Linked DNA regions of Canis lupus: region 1 is linked to region 2. A link is a contact called in public Hi-C data. All regions are on one chromosome and are shown on one strand. The core of a region is the stretch at or near the end of the contact, and the rest is flanking DNA. Distances in the headings are between cores, read along the strand shown. Region 1 overlaps LOC478670 (lipoma-preferred partner). Region 2 holds the start of BCL6 (BCL6 transcription repressor).

Region 1 (3,256 bases), core at 318-2,817, 560 kb before region 2:
CACAAATAAATTGTGTCTAATTTATTTTGGTATCACCCACTGTGCCTGGGTCAGTGTCTAATAGGTAGATAGTATCACATAATTCACACGCAGATGGATGAATAACGAACTGCAGAGCGCATCACATTATTCTTGGTATATTAACAGTAAAATCCACTTGAGTGGATTAGGAGCTAAAGGCAACCATCCAAGAAAGCTGGACCCAATAAGAGATCTTGGAACAGCACCACACAAAGAAGGAAGGCAGACACAGAGATGGAAGATGTCCACAGTCTAAGATTGATGTCAATTTCCTTGGGGTTCTAAGAGTCCATTTTCTCCCAACTTCAATGGGTGTGACTCCTTTCCCAGATGCAACGAGGCTACAAATCTTGTGCTGTATCAAGTCAAACCAGGCCTTTAGAAAAATAAAATCGCTCCAAGCAAAACCAAAGCGGGAGCAGCCAAAAGACTGGCAGAGTTAAGCAACCAGGAGAGGGTCAGAGTGCCCATGCCCTGCAGAAAACAAACAGGCTGCAGCTTGAAACACTTCTCCCCTGTGGAGACTTGTCCAGCGCGGGGGCCCAGCAGCCTCCTCAAGCAGCTTCGGATGTGAAAAGGTCATTCTGCCAAACACACTTTCAATAGATGCCAGCGGCAGACCTCCCTGAGGGGTTGGAAGGGTCTAGAGGGTGGAGAGAAAAGCTGTGCTGGTCAAGGGGGATGCTACGGTGTGCCAAGCCCCGCGTCAGATGCTGCAAGACGTGGGCCCGGCCTGAAAACCTCGCAGCCAAGATTTTGGGGACCTAATCGGGCAGGGAAATGACAGCAAGCACCACACACACACCTAAAGGAGAAAGGAGAACCGAGAAGCTGATAGGATGAGGAGCCCGACAGCATGGCACAGCCGCGATCGCTGATCTACATCGCCGCCACAGCTCGGGGGCACCTGGCCTGCAGGATGGGCATCCCGCCTCCGACACGCAGGGCTGGGCGGCCTGGCCAAAGCTCCTGAACTCTCAGTGCGTAAGTGATTCTTCACCGGTAAAGTGAAGATTATGGTAGCCTTCGGTCAAATGTGAGTTCTGATTAGTAATCAGTGACTAAGCCTGGGAGAAACAGATCACTGCCTCACAGGATCACAAAGGCCAGAACACGAAGCGCCCGACTTTGAACCAGAGTCCAAGTGCTTCTTTTACTAAAAGTACAACTCAGGCCCTGGGGAGGGAAGGGACACGCCCACACCCCCTGGGAAAGTCACCTTACTGATCCCGGTGACCACCAGCCCCCCCGACCCATGGTGCCGGGCGCTGTTCACCAGCACACAGAGCTGCTGGCCACGTTGTTTGCTAATAGAGGTAAGATGCTTAGAATGGTACCTGGCTCAAAGGCAGCAGCGTGCATGTGTTTGTTATCACCGCTGAGGATAATGATGCCGGAATAAATAACATATTCATAGGGTGTTTTGTGGTTTACAAAGCCTATTTGTATCATTATCTCATTTAATCCTCTCAACAACTCCGGGAATCATGACCCCCCAAGCCCTGCAGAGATGGGGTCAAATGAGGCTCAGAGAGGTCTCTTAGTTTCCCCAGGAATCCCAGAGACTGGGGGCAGAGAAGTGCAGCCCAAAACCCATGTTCCCCATCAGCCAATCCAGTGCTCTTCCCTGTCCATGTTCCCACGGCACAGATAACAGCTAGTACCAGACTAGAGATTTCTAATGGGAACAATCCCACGATCTCTACTCTAACAAATCCTCTTACCTAAAGGAAGAAATTCAATGGCATGAGAATTTCCTTTTGCTTTTGCTGCAGCTGGCTTAAACCTAGCAGGAGGAATGTCTTCTTTGGAGCCAAGCTTTCTCTCCTGTCTGTGGAATGAGATGGCCTTCCTGCTGAGCCATGAGTGCTGGGCAAAGAGGAGGCTGAAATTGGGAAGGAGCAGGGGCAAAGGAGAGAAATAACCACATGGTGGCTGATAACTAAGCCATAGTCCTAGGGCAGCTGGTGATGAGCCAGTTAACTACCACCTCGCAGGGGTGAATCCCTCAGCTGGAAATAAGACCAAGAGAGGACAAACTGGGCATGAGCCTCTCTTTCACACATATCTCCTCCACTGAAGTGAATACATTTTTCAAGCGACAAGTAACAAAGGACCTGGATGACAGCCAAAGGACTAGGAAGGGTCTTCTTACCTTAAAAGTAAAGGAGTTTCTACTTACAGGCTTTTATCTTGTAAAATTTATTTATAAAATAAATTTGCTTTTATCATGTATCTATGCATGGATGCATCTACCTATCTATATCTAATCAAAAGAAGCAAATAACTCCTCTCTTTTAAAAAAAAATTATTTATTTGAGAGAGAGAGAGAGAGAGCTTGAGTGGGGGAAGCAGGGGAAGAGGGAGAAACAGAGTATCAAGCAGACTCCCCACTGAGCACACAGCCCATCCCACAACCCTGAGATCATGACCTGAGTCAAAACCAAGAATTGGATGCTGAATCAACTATGCCACCCAAGTGCCCCAATAACTCCTTTCTTTTTAAGAGTATACTATTAAAAAAAAAAAGTTATGAAACAGGTAAATGAGAGACCTTGATTTTAGTTCTGGTTTTGTCACTGACTAGGACAGTGAATTAAAAAAGGTTACCAAAGCCTTCTGGGGATTTTTATTTCCTCATCTGTCAAGTGCAGGCTTGGGCAGATCAACAAGGACTCTTCAAGCTTAAAAAAAAAAAAAAGAAGAAAGCAAGCAAGCAAGCAACAAGCAAGCAAGCTAATATCCTAAATAAACAGAAGAAAATGCCATAATAGTCAAAACCAACTTTTCAGAAAAGTTTTTTAAAAGGCGTTGTTTCCTCCATAAACCTTGGTTTTGAATGCAAGGAACATGTCACAGTTTAAAATCACCCATATTCGTGCCTTTGATGGTGAAAAAAGCCTACCACCAAAAGCCAACAAAGTTTTGCTTAAAAACAAGCTATTTTCAGGAACAACTCTCCAAGTTAAAGCCCTAATTCACAAAATTGGGTTTGGCTGGTATAACACTGTCTTCTTTCTGCAATTATTAGGCTCTAAAAGGTTTTTTTTTCCCTCCTCTCCTAACAACATTTCATTTGCAAAGTGTTTGATCCTGAAATAAACCTGTAATTCCTCCTATGGTGAAGGGAGGGCAGACGAAGATCTGTACTGTACTCCAAATGACTTTATATCTCACAGGAGATCATTACAAGATGACAGTATAAACCTTAAGAATTTTAACAATAAAGTCATGC
Region 2 (3,308 bases), core at 526-3,025:
GAATGAAAATCGCCCAGCCCCAGGGCCTGGCTGACAAGTAGACCCCTGGGAATAGGGAATGTTTTGTTTGTTTCAATCTGCAATATGGAGTGACTCGTTGCCACTTGCCAAGGTGAAATGGCAAATCTGGGCTTCCTATGGTTCCGAAAGTCTGTGACTGGGAATTCGCAAGCAAGCTGGTGGTTGAAGCTGGCTAAAGGACAGCTTTAGGTATTCCAGAAGTATTCAGGGGTATCTTTCATGAGGGAAGAGGAGACAGTTTATAAATGAAACTTTCATGTGTCTTCAGCATTCTTTCTCAACAAAGATAATCATTGAACTTTGGTTAGGACCCATCTGGTGTGTCTTTCTTTGCCCATCTTGAGTTAGGATGGGAGAGGAGGAAGTAGGTTCTTTCAGTCTCTTTCTGTCCTCTCCCTTCCCCCCATTCCCTTCCCTCATCCTCACTCACTCACATGCACACACTAACCTTGAAGCCGATGGGATTGAGTGACTGGCACTTGGGACCACAGAGAAATGTCAGAGTGTTTGGTTACAGACTCAAGGAAACCTCTCATTTTAGAGTGCTCATTTGGTAAGATTCAGCAGCCTGGAATGGGGGCAAAGTGTTTGTGTGGGGGAAGAAACTTAAAAATGAGATTCACCCACATTAGGGTGCTGTCTTGCATGTTCTACAGCACGTAGGCTGATTTGGAAAAGGCACAGGAATTTGAGCCAGAAGACCTAGGGCCGGGCCACTAACCATCTACGTGGCCCAACATGACCTCCCTGGCCTCGGGCCCCTTTACCCGGAAAATAGCTCTAAAGGGCTACGCTTTTAAAAAAAAAAAAAAAAGGAAAGGGTTGGTGGTGGAAGAGGATTCAGATATTGTTTTGCTTTGCAGCCCACATGTGATCATAAATGAGAGTCTTACACCTGTGCTTTAAAATTATTTTGTTTTAGAGAAACCAATTTGGAGCGGGTACATATTTCAGGAGTGCTCCCTGGCCAGTTCTTAGCTAAAGCACGCAGTTAAATATTTCACCAGCAGGGGGAGCACAAGCTTGGAAGTTTGTAGCACTGTATCTGGTCTTAGACCCAGGAGGGAAAGAGGAAACTTTGAAAAAAGACAAAAATACCCAAGGAAAGCAAAGACTCGCCATCTCTGGGTTTGTTCTGCAGATCCTGTATTTACTCTTAAATATTCAGACAGTCAGGAATTACTGCCTGGCTTTTTGTCCTAAGCAAGCCACTTGAACCCGTGAGCCTCAGTTTCGTCACCAGAGAAATAGGGATTAGGATATTGACCCAGTAGACCTCGAGAAATCATTCTAAGCCTTAAAAGATAATATTTTAGTAGATTTTGGAGATTGTTCAGAGTTTTAGGCCCCCGAAGGATCATTCTCATTAATATTGAAGGAATCACTTTTCTTATATTTTTCTTTCCTACAAACACAAGTGGCCTTCGGATGATATGCTTTTTTTCTACTTTGAGAAAGGAACTATATGTATATATGTACCTGTAATTAATCTATGCAGTTGTGTTCCCAGTACTCAGGGCAAAAACATGATTATTGCATAGCTCGGGTGCCTGTTGTTTCCGTAAGAGCAGAGCTGGAAAAATGTTTGCTAGCTTGTGGCAAAACCGCTCCAGCTGGCAGACTGCAGCTATCAAAGTAAAACTAAATACGTGTGTCCTAAAATAAGACTATAGTGGACAATCTAACATTCATGGAATCAATTTCTGTTTGCTTTTTTCTCTTCCTTGCAGATTTTAAGCAAAATTTTGGACTGTGAATCAAGGCATTGGGTAAGTGAATCTAATTATATGCTTTAAAATTTTGTGGACAAACTGTTTCTTTTGAATTTGCCGATGCATGTGTTACTGTGAACTTGGCCGCTTTTCATTAGCCGAGATAAAGGATAGCCGATTCCCTCTCCCTCACCCCTTTACCCCTGTGTTAGACTATCTTAACTCTTGTGTGATCTTTCATTCCTTCACTCGTTTCTCGGTTCGGATCCAAGGTAGCCACCTACTGTGCACCAGCAGTGTGCTAGGTGCCCGAAGTACATTCAGACCATTCTAAAACCTAAAAGAGGAAAGAACAGATGGTGGCTGGGATAATGAAATGAGATCCTGCCGAGAATAGCTGCGATTTTTGAGAACCTACTATGGACCAGGCACAGATCTCTAAATTTTACAACCACATAGGTATTACTCCTCCCATTTGGAGAAACCGAAGCCCAGAAAGAGTAAACAATCTGCCCCGAGTCACACAGCTAGCAAAAGATAAAATAAAGCTGGCGTGCTAACCTTCAAAACGTGGTTTCTCTCCCTGTAACACACTCACTGCCTCTCGACGCTTGGCAGAGTATTCGATATGTGGGAAAAGGCACGCTACAGCTATTCATTCACTTCTGCTTTCCCCGAAAGGGCCTTCTATTCCAACTCGTTAGAGAAAGATTATTTCCCCGTCTTACAGATGTGAACAGTAATGCCCAGAGATGGGCCGAAGACCAAACACAAGGGACCTCGGTTTGCATACCATAGGTTAGCAGGCTGTGCCACCTGGTTTCACACCCCGGCTAAGCAGGAACCGGGTTCTGGATGACTTACAAGGCTCCGACCCTTTTCTTTCCAGGTGAAGACAAAATGGCCTCCCCGGCTGACAGCTGTATCCAGTTCACCCGCCATGCCAGTGACGTGCTTCTCAACCTTAATCGCCTCCGCAGCCGTGACATCTTGACTGATGTTGTCATCGTGGTGAGCCGTGAGCAGTTCAGAGCCCATAAGACAGTCCTCATGGCCTGCAGGTGAGGGGTCTGGAGGGGAAAGGTGGTTGTGTAAAGGGGAGCGCTGCTGTGGGCAGGCCGGAAGGCAGGCCGCCTGGGCCTTTTGCTCTGTTGGGAATCACGTCTCGTTTGTCTCCAGACGGCCAGCACATGGGCGGCAGGGCAGAGTAGGTTCCCAGGAAGCGAATGGATGAGCACACTTTTGGAGAAAGAGTTTCTGTTCTGTGGGAAGGGAGGGAGTAGAAATCATATACCGTCTCGAGAAAGGATGTGTTTGGGACAAGCAGAATAACTTTGGTTAACCAGTGAAAAAAGGAGAAGGGAAAGAGGGTTTTACAAAATTGTAAGCCAGTGAATGTGAAACCTTTTGTCCTTTTAGCCTGTAACTGCATGTATTTGATCCCGTGACTGCCTTTCCAGGGGTGTTTCAGGCTATGTGTGTGTAAGTAAGGGAGAGGGAGCCAGCTGATTCTTCATATTTGTCAAGTATTTCGAGTTCTCGGAGCTGGTTCATATTACATCATCTCCCTGGATC

Evidence for each region. A called contact is a pair of places that touch in the nucleus more often than the background predicts.
Region 1: a contact with region 2 is called in a Hi-C map of skin fibroblasts, with 3 times the contacts expected there. The contact joins the enhancer-like site here to the promoter of BCL6 in region 2. A contact is called at or near these places in 3 of 9 Hi-C or Micro-C datasets (amygdala, blood and skin fibroblasts).

Annotation. Positions count from the first base shown.
Region 1 is chr34:20,866,577-20,869,832 of UU_Cfam_GSD_1.0, reverse strand. All of the region lies in intron 2 of LOC478670 (lipoma-preferred partner), which reads right to left. Among named protein-coding and RNA genes, the nearest start is that of MIR28, 290 kb to the left of the region's middle. Within about 2 kb of position 1,567, at least 3 of the 20 cell types and tissues checked have an H3K27ac peak or open chromatin away from gene starts, as enhancers often do.
Region 2 is chr34:20,305,437-20,308,744 of UU_Cfam_GSD_1.0, reverse strand. BCL6 (BCL6 transcription repressor) reads left to right here and starts at 1,775. Exons shown (of 9, transcript NM_001195404.1): 1 at 1,775-1,790; 2 at 2,623-2,794. The coding sequence starts at 2,634.